3 separate regions of the Mus musculus genome follow, and regions 2 and 3 are each linked to region 1. A link is a contact called in public HiChIP or PLAC-seq and Micro-C data. All regions are on one chromosome and are shown on one strand. The core of a region is the stretch at or near the end of the contact, and the rest is flanking DNA. Distances in the headings are between cores, read along the strand shown. Region 1 holds the start of Rgmb (repulsive guidance molecule family member B). Region 2 has its middle 69 kb from the start of Gm41533. Region 3 has its middle 150 kb from the start of Gm41533.

What was found. A called contact is a pair of places that touch in the nucleus more often than the background predicts. HiChIP or PLAC-seq counts read pairs in DNA pulled down with a chosen protein or histone mark.
Region 2: a contact with region 1 is called in an H3K4me3 HiChIP or PLAC-seq map of embryonic forebrain, with 4 times the contacts expected there. The contact joins the enhancer-like site here to the promoter of Rgmb in region 1. A contact is called at or near these places in 4 of 39 promoter capture datasets (the 3T3-L1 cell line, embryonic stem cells and hippocampal neurons), 8 of 484 Hi-C or Micro-C datasets (cortical neurons, embryonic fibroblasts, muscle stem cells and 5 more), 15 of 115 datasets of contacts at active chromatin or transcription factors (craniofacial prominence, differentiating embryonic stem cells, embryonic basal ganglia and 9 more) and 2 of 9 other capture datasets (adipose tissue and pancreatic islet).
Region 3: a contact with region 1 is called in a Micro-C map of muscle stem cells, with 3 times the contacts expected there. The contact joins the enhancer-like site here to the promoter of Rgmb in region 1. A contact is called at or near these places in 8 of 39 promoter capture datasets (the 3T3-L1 cell line, cancer-associated fibroblasts, cranial neural crest and 4 more), 14 of 484 Hi-C or Micro-C datasets (adipose-derived mesenchymal stem cells, embryonic fibroblasts, epidermal suprabasal cells and 5 more), 11 of 115 datasets of contacts at active chromatin or transcription factors (the NIH/3T3 cell line, craniofacial prominence, embryonic forebrain and 8 more) and 3 of 9 other capture datasets (adipose tissue, embryonic stem cells and pancreatic islet).

Annotation. Positions count from the first base shown.
Region 1 is chr17:15,829,369-15,832,314 of GRCm38.p6, forward strand. It overlaps Rgmb (repulsive guidance molecule family member B), which reads right to left and starts at 1,697. Exons shown (of 5, transcript NM_001372257.1): 1 at 1,253-1,697; 2 at 252-327. The coding sequence starts at 256.
Region 2 is chr17:15,975,682-15,978,921 of GRCm38.p6, forward strand. No RefSeq gene overlaps it. Among named protein-coding and RNA genes, the nearest start is that of Gm41533, 69 kb to the left of the region's middle. Within about 2 kb of position 1,895, at least 33 of the 459 cell types and tissues checked have an H3K27ac peak or open chromatin away from gene starts, as enhancers often do. A contact at or near this core is called in embryonic basal ganglia, embryonic forebrain, embryonic limb bud and 4 more, where this site is marked.
Region 3 is chr17:16,053,319-16,056,317 of GRCm38.p6, forward strand. No RefSeq gene overlaps it. Among named protein-coding and RNA genes, the nearest start is that of Gm41533, 150 kb to the left of the region's middle. Within about 2 kb of position 1,388, at least 33 of the 459 cell types and tissues checked have an H3K27ac peak or open chromatin away from gene starts, as enhancers often do. A contact at or near this core is called in the NIH/3T3 cell line, adipose tissue, cancer-associated fibroblasts and 7 more, where this site is marked.

The sequences.
Region 1 (2,946 bases), core at 447-2,946:
GCAGTTTCATTTCCCAAATCCTTACATAGTGTCTTAACTGTTCCCCAGGTACTGTATCTCCAAACCCAGAAACCTAACATGAGGGTCTCTGCTTAACAGCTCACCCAGGACAGAGAAGTCTGCAATAAGCTATTTGTGTAACCCATTCCGGAGTAAGGGCTCCCCTGCTGCTCGTTGCTCCACAGTGTTTGAAAATAAGGGGCTGGAATAGCCCAGAGTCCAGCAGCATGTAGCGCCTGGCTTGTACTTACATCATTGTTAACCCTTCTGCACCTGGAAGGGGCTCAGCGGGATCAGGATGCCCCCGAGCTCCGGAACACGCAGGACCTAGGTGTAAGAGAAGAGCCCCAGGGCTCCGTGTGAGCGCTGAGCCCCTGGAGAAAGAGAGAGAGACCACGGAGAGTGCAAGGGGTTGCATCCCCGGCCCCTTGATCCCTAACAGACTCCAGTAGGGCTCGCTTCTGGCTCTCAGGGCTAGAAGCGGCAGGTGCAAAAAGCATTTGGGAGCCGCTTGCCAGTGCTTGGAGGTAATGTGCTTCCTGTCCATTTATCTCAGGAAACCAGCACAGCCTTCCCTTCGAAACAAAATTAACCTCTCATTAGCCAGCCACTCACTCCCAAGAAGGCCTTAAAAGCTTTACCCTCTCACTAATGTATTTAGGCTTTTCTTCCAGGCAAACGAAGCCGAGGCTGTACTAACATCAGCCCCAGGGGTTCCTATGGGCTCCCTCAGGAGCCAGCCAGCCTTTCACCAGTCTAGTTTGGGAAATTGGCCAACACAGGATCCCAGTTTGTAGAAGCAGTCCGACCCAACACCCCTGAACGAACTTCACACCACCCCCGCCCCCACGATAAGTTTGTCTCTGTTTTCTTGGGCTCCTCTCACATTAAAGCTTCAGCTCCATTACCCCCGAGGAATGGGGAAGGGAATGGGGAAACTTCAGTGGCCAGCTGTTCCCAGGTCATAGGAGGCGACTGTCCCTTAGGGGAAGCGTCTACGGAAAGCTGGGGGTTGGGGAGCAGCCTTCCTTAGACTCTAGTCGGTTCCAGGCATTGCAAATTAAACGTGGCCAGGAGCTTTTGGAACGCCAGGGCTTTCTCACCCTGGACCCCACAGCCCGGAGCCTGGCAGATTTATACCACACAGGTGGACCAAGACCTAAACAAAACAGTCCCGGCCGCTGCCTGCTATTCGCCCCCCCCCCACCGTCCTCCGGGCCCACCGCAAACTTCAACAAAATAAACAACTCACCACAGGCATTCCCTTGTCTGCAGCGCGACGCTTGCCAGCTGGGAAAATAAGCCGCAAGCCACGCGGCCGGGGCGCAGGAGGGAGGCCACGCCGCGCCCGCCACTCTGCCCCAGGTGGGCGGCAGGCGGGCGGCTCCACCCGGGGGCCGCTCTCCAGATGCCGGTTCCCGAGTGAGCTCCGGGGCAGTGCTTGCACCCTGCCAGCCAGCGGGGCCTCTCTGTCACCTAGGCGGAGAGGGCGGGGAGACAGGTCCCTCTCCCCAACTTCCTCCAAACTGTTCTCTTCCCACCCCTGCCCCACGGCCACAGAGGCAGACAACCTCTGCAGCGCCGGTCCCCAGTCCACCGCTCTACCCTACTGTCCTGCTGGAGACCCGACGGCAGGGAGCGTGGTACGCCTCTCCCCGTTTCCAGGTCCTGCTCTCTCCTCTCCCGCGGTCCTACACACCGGCTTGCACAAAGGCGCCTTTCACGCCGCCAGCGCCGCCCTCTGCGCCGCCCTCCGGGCCCGCAGCGCTGCCTTTACCCACCCGGCTCATCACGGTCCTGCTGCGGGCTCTGCCTGTTGTCAGCCGGACGCGTGCGGTGTTCGCACTCCGCGCCGCCACGACGGCAACAGACCCCCCTCCCCTCGATTTTTCTCCTCGCTTTTTATAGCTGTCCATCAGTGCCCTCAAAAGCACGTCCCTCCAACTATCCTCTAGGGTCTTCCTACTGCGTGTAACTGTGAAGGAGGTGACAGGGATGGTCCTCTGGACGTGTGCGAGCACAAGAGGGTTATCGTTCCTGTCCACCTGAGGTGCCAATATGACTTGGCTTCACGTCGAGAGAAAGGGTAGAAAGAAACCCCTTAGACCCAAATGAGAAAGTGTATTGTAAAAGAACTGGCTCAGGAAATGTTTCAGGACGACGTCCTTTGCATCCCGTGGAAGGAGATGGGGGAGGGGAGATCGAGCTATGTTCTCCAGGGTGATTCTTTTTTTTTTTTTTTTAATAATACAAAGTAAATTATGATTTTATTGTGAAATTCTCATAGATGGAAAATTAAATTGAATATTTATTCTGTCCATTTTTCAATTTACAATAATCTTACCACTTATTTTTGTACCATGTATTTCAATTGTCTGTTTAGTGAAAAATAAACCTGTAATTTCTGGCTTATTTTTAGTTTAATATTTTATCATTAAAGACCTCCAGGGTGATTCTTGAGCTTCATAGATAGTTAGCGGCAGCTCACTCATTCTAGAACAAGAGTGCGGTTTTGTTTTGTTTTCTTTAGTTAAGACAAAACTCTAAGCATCTGGGCTCAGGTAGTTAGTTAATCCTTATCCTCCCCAGATCGCCTTCTCTCCACTAACCTTTACCTGCAGTTTCTCCATCTAACGGTAGGGGCAGCATAGGGTAGTATAAAAAAGGGCGGGACTTCGAGGGTTTAACTTCTGAACCTTGGGTTCACTATCAAGAAAAATGTGGAAGGTTGAGGACTCAGAACTCCCAGGTTCAGAAATTCAATAACAAAAGACCCCTCGTCATATTCCCTGTCTGGATTTTTGCATTTCATTTTCCGTTATCTTCTCTAAATACCAATCAAATTGGGGAGAAAACCAAACCAAACCAAACCAAACCAAACCAAACAAAAATACCTTGAGTCCGTTTAAGGTGTCTGTAAGATACACTGGAACCTGCTCTATTTGG
Region 2 (3,240 bases), core at 645-3,144, 150 kb after region 1:
TCTTGCATGTTGTGTTAGATACAGATCACTAGGCCCTATGGGTACGACTGGAAAGGCAATTAGTAGGGAACTATGTGGTAAGTAACATGTGGGATGTGGTGTGTAATGATATGAAGGGGTTTGGAGCAAACTAGTCACAACAGAGGTGTTGAGAACTATCTGGATTCTGGATGTGTTTTGAAGATAGAACAGTTGCAGTCTGTGGAAGGTTTAGATACAGCAGGAATAACTTGGGAGACTACAAAAGTTTTAGTTTGAGCAGCCGTAACGATCCATTGTCACTCATAGAGGAGGATTTCAGTCCTTGTTTCTAACAGTGTGACTTTGGGTAAGGGCTTAATCACTGGTTAAAAGGGATAACATTATCTACCTTGTAGTTGACATAAGAATTTAGTGATAATCTATAAAAGCCTTTGCGTGGTACCTGATACTGATGGAAGTTAATAATAGACAGAATTCTTATCACTATTGTTCTTTGTTTCAGGTGTTTGAAGACAGTTCAAGTGAGTTCCTGAAATCTTTGTGGAATCATTCCCACATTTCTCCTTGTGGAGGAGGCTGGCTGCTTTCTGTCCCTCTCTTTGGTATGTTTACATTTGAAAAACTCCTGGTTTATCAGAGAAATGGTGAAAAGTAACACAGCTTCCAATTGTGGTCTAAAGTGATGAGAAACTGTGTGAATGTCTGTGCCCCCCCTAGTTATACTTACTAATTGAGAAACATACATTTTTCTGTTGCCGCCTTGTACATGCAAGGCAAGCATTTGTCTACTGAGCTACACCTCTAGTCTGGAGACGCTTCCTTTTGGACAGACATATGGATGCTAGACAAAAGTGTATCAGAATAATGGTGGGACTCCACACATCTTTCTGTGAATCAAAAAGAAGGTCTTTGTGGAGCTGAGTTTAACAAGTACAAGTTATATTACTAACCCTAGCCAGTCATGAATATAGCTACTTTGATATAACTTCTGGTTTTGAAAGTTTGACTAATGGATCTGTTAGCCCTATGCACTGGATAGATAAATAGGAAAAATCCTAAAACAGAAGGAAAATCATATCTGATTTATTTGTTCTGAAAACTTTGTGAAGAGCACTCATCTAAATAGTGAAGGGGGGAGGTATTTGTTCATAGTGACACTGCAACTCTGGTCTTTACATTTAATTCAAGGTAAAAATTAAAACACTGGACTAAGATGATCTGGGGGGAGAGGTGAGGTGGGGGAGGGACTTGGAGGGGAGGGAGGGGAAACGGTGGTTGGATGTAATGTATGAGAGAGGACTAAAAGTTAAAAACGAAAAGAGACAAAATCCATCGGACTAAATAATTTCTTTAAACTTGATCTCGATCTAGCACCAAAATTTTATATTCTGCTTCCCTCATTTTGTTACATGCTCAAGTTAAAATTAAAGTGTAAGGAGGACAACCTAAAATTCTCTTTAATACCTTTGCAATCTGGTTTGCTTGTTTGTTTTTGTTTTTTGAGAGAGAGAGTCTATATGTGGCCCTGGCTGGTTTGGAACTCACTGAGAGCTGTTGCCTCTGTCTTTCAAATGCTAGGATTAAAGGTTTGGTACTCTCAGCCTTGAGACCATTTTGGATCCCCACATCATGTATAATTTTAATGTTCTTTGTCTACAGAAGCCTCAGTAACTTGTCTGAAAGATTTAATGAATAGCACGACATACCCCAATTACTTAGCACAATGCCTGGACTAGGGAACATATCCAGCAGGTGCTGTTTCTAATGGTAAAAATGATTTTTCTTTCTCATGTGTCTTCCCAGCGTAATGCTTTTCTGTCTTCATGGAGATCTGCCAGTCTATTAGGCTGCTCAGCAACACTGACTTAACTTGCTAATAAACTGGAACGTCCCACCTGCTCCCAGCTGTCCCCAAGGGGCCTGGTGAAGTAGAAACACAGCTGAACAGGCTCAGCGACTGCTGACTGATTTGCAAACCCTCAGCTTTCGTGTTGGTCACACATATATTCACACTTAAATGAAATATGTCTTTGTGCAAGAGCAAAAAAGCGTGAGTAAGCCAGCAGTGTGGCTTACATATGCTTTTATGCCTTTTAAGCTCCCTCCAATTTCTATTTAAATCTAGGAAGAGCATTCATTTGTGACTCTGTATATTATTAGGAAAAGGCTGAGTGTGGTCCCAGCAATGCTGAGGGAGCCCGGGGTGACTGGGTGTAAATGTTTGGCTGGGAAGTCAGCAGAGCAGGAACATACGTGTTTGCCAACTCACACTCTTTCTTTCCATGTTGCTCTTTGACAGGGTGGGTTAAGATTTGTGAATTTCATTAAGAATTTTCTGTCACTGCTTGCTATTTGAAATTTTGTATTAGTAAGAATATTTATATTTTGGCAAGCTATAAAATATTCTAAAAAGATTCTAGACAAATCTAAAATATTTGCTGAAGTACTTTTTCAAAGTAAAATGAACCAAACCCAGGTGTTTTAGCTATGGTTATTTTTCTTATTATGTGAATATTGAAATGCACATAGAGTATAGTATATAAATGTGCTTGCATATATGTGTATATTCCTTCTCTCTCCAGGAAGGGGCTCACATTTTCAGCATTTTTCCTTTTATTGTCTTGCTAGGATGACAACACATGTATTTATCCTGTCAAAATGTAAGAGTCATGAGGAACGACCTCATCAATCCAATCTTTGCTTATCTCCAGTGCTTGAAACGCTATTTTATTTATTTATTTATTTATTTATTTATTTATTTATTTATTTATAGTTTTTATTTATTATTATTATTTTAAATATTTTTATTAGGTATTTTCCACATTTACATTTCCAATTCTAACCCAAAAGTCCCCCATACCCCCCCCCCCACTCCCCTACCCACCCACTCCCACTTTTTGGCCCTGGCATTCCCCTGTACTGGGGCATATAAAGTTTGCATGTCCAATGGTCCTCTCTTTCCAGTGATGGCCGACTAGGCCATCTTTTGATACATATGCAGTTAGAGTCAAGAGCTCAGGGGTACTGGTTAGTTCATATTGTTGTTCCACCTATAGGGTTGCAGATCTCTTTAGCTCCTTGGTTACTTTCTCTAGCTCCTCCATTGGGAGCCCTGTGATCCATCCAATAGGTGACTGTGAGCATCTACTTCTGTGTTTGCTAGGCCCCGGCCTAGTCTCACAAGAGACAGCTATATCAGGGTCCTTTCAGCAAAATCTTGCTAGTGTGTGCAATGGTGTCAGCGTTTGGAAGCTGATT
Region 3 (2,999 bases), core at 138-2,637, 220 kb after region 1:
TACTGTTATGAATTGTAATATAAAAATATCTGATATTCAGGGTATCTGATATATGACCACAACAGGGCTGTGACTCACAGGTTGAGAACCACTGCTTTGTAGACAAATCAAGGGACTGCCATTTTAAAGAAGCTTTGGGTCTGCCACTTAGCTGATCTGTTTCTGACCCAGGGTGGTTTACTTATGCAATTAATTCACTAATTTATTTGAAAAATTGACACCAGATTTAAATTTAAGTGGATCTATTTTATATATTGGGGGTCACCATAAAGACGTTAAAAGTACATATAAAAATGCCTAGGCTTTCTCAATTGGGCAACTCCCTGTGAGTTCTTCATAGAAGGTTCTGAGAGAGATGATATACAGATTTGTTAGAGAGAATACTCGCACTGTCATCTAGATGAGCATTTCTAAAAAATGCGGACTGATACAATCAATGCTCTTCACATTAGCAAAACACAAATTAATGGATCGTAAATTCAGAGTATCCACATCAGAAGGTGAACTATACAAATAAGAAAAAATATGCATTTCTAACAGTACACAGGGGTTATTAGACTACACTATGCATTGTGGGAAACTCTGGTCTAGCAGAGAGGTTCCCACTCCCTCTAAGTAGACATTGAAAAGAAGAAAAAATGTGTTATAGCATAAGGTAGAATGGAGGCCACAGGTGCCCTTGATTGGTTGGTAAGGTACACACAGGCATGAGGAGACCCTAAGATACAGAGCCGGAAGATTCTGAGCTGTAAAATGCAGAGCCAGATTATTTTTAATGTTTAAGACACCCTAGTAGTGAGTACTAAAAAAAAAAAAAAAAAAAAAAAAAAAGGACTCATGATTTGAAATATAGGAGGAAAATAAACCCTGGTAGTTAATTTGACACAGAGAAAAACCTGTCAGAAAATAAAGGGTGATGCATCAATAATTATATTAGAGAGGAAAAGGTATAAAAGACTTTTTCATTAGTCTTGCCAGACCTAAATATACTGCACTCTGTGCTAATGCATTTGCAATGTAGGTTATTTTACTTGGAAATATTCTTTACTTATGGCATAAAGGTAAGAGACACTGTTATGTGGGAGTCTAAGAAAGGTAACTTTGTTCAAAACATGTAAACAATTTGTGCTCAGTCTCCCAGACTTCAGCAACTACAGATGATGGTCTTTGTGCCAAAGGTAAGGTGAACAGATAAACATTTTGAACACATTTTCTGGGTACCATCAGTCCTAAAGGGGAGTTCTGATTTACAGTCAACAGTTTCAACAAGTGACCCTTGGCAGAAGGGGTCTGCTTTTTCAGCTGGCGTTGTTGCTGAAGTTCAGAGGAATTGCTCATCTGTCTCTATTTCAGGCATCTGGCAAAGGGAAAACTCCTTCAGCGCTCTCCATCCCACTAACTGCTTGCAGATGCCTTCTTCCCTCTGGAGCATCTGCTACTTATCTCAGGCTATTTTCCCTGCTGTGTTTGGAAAAGTTTCCCTCTCCAGCTTTCATTTTATAAGCCTACTATTGTTGCTGTCATCGTGTTTGGGGACATCAACAGATGTGCCTGGTGTTAACCTCAAGAGATAGGCCAAATTCAGTCTCAAAGCAGAAGCGGCAACTCATTTTTAAAAAGGAAATGGAATTATGAATAAGTCTTAAAACCCCGACTGATTCATAATTATATAATATATTCAGGATATGATTCATGGGCCTCAAATAAACAGTCATCAATAATTTTATGATGTGTTTTTTTAAAGGTCTTAGAAACAATACAGAGCCACAGAATTTCTGAATAGTTACTAGCTGGTGTGTGGTGCACACATATATGATAATGCTATTTATAATTTCTTAAGTGAATATCCTTGTTTCACCCTTTACAGTCCTTGACAGTTTCTGTGTTTTGCTATATACTCAAATATCTGGGTTATTTTGGGGGGACATTTCTTCATTTCCATAAAAAACAGACATATAGCCCTAATATATTTATTCCCGCTCCTTCATTTGCCTTTAAGAGCACATGAAGGGTTTTAAGCATGTATAAAGACATTTCTTACTTCTAGTCAATCAGATAAATGGGGCACTTACTTGTGGATTTGAACATTAATGTATTTATTTAAAAGTAGGGTTACTAGTGTCATTAAAATTGTGATTTTGAATTGATTAATGCCCAGTGAAAATTTCTCTTATATAAAGTGCTATTTAGACACCAAGGATGAGTGTTCTATCCAATTGCAATTCTTTCTTTCAAAAGTGGAATGCATGGAGGGGTTGTGATTAGCTAGTAGTCTTCTCTTTTTTGTTTTAATTTTGAGACCTTAAAGTCTATAAACAATAAAAGAATAAGATGGAATATGTATCATAATATTAAGTAAACATACTTTCACTAGGTTTTAAAAAGACATTATTATAGATTTAACCAAACTTCTCTAGAAGTACCTACTATTCTCAGACAACTTCTGAATTTATATGCTTGGCTCCCAGTCCATTTCTATGTGTGTTTTTATACACATGTAGTATATATGTATATAATACAACAATTTTGAAAACAACAGCAAAAATTCTCTATATTCACAAAATATCTTTTTTTCTGTTCTTGTGGAAAGGGGTAGTCATACATTTTCTATGATAAAGAAATTGAAAATCTAAATATTAAGTTATATATAGTCATTATTATCTTCATAATCTTGAATAAAAACATGCCTGATAGTCAGAGGGACATCTGTCCATCTTTCTTTGTGACTTCCCATTAGATGCGAAGATTTGTGGGCTTGGGCTGTTGCTTGGGTGTAGACCAGAGGAAAAAGGATAGAGGCCAGGCACACTCAAGAGTGTTGTCAGGGAAACAAAACTATCATGTTCTTTGTGAAAATTAGACAAAATGGTTTTCAGCTACAGCTTGAGAAAACACTTTTGCTATCTCTGCAGGGAGTTGGGCTGTCATATTGGCATTCCTTCCTATTCAGTTGCTGTCTGTGGTTTCAGGAGATGCAACCACCAGAGGTAATCTCTATA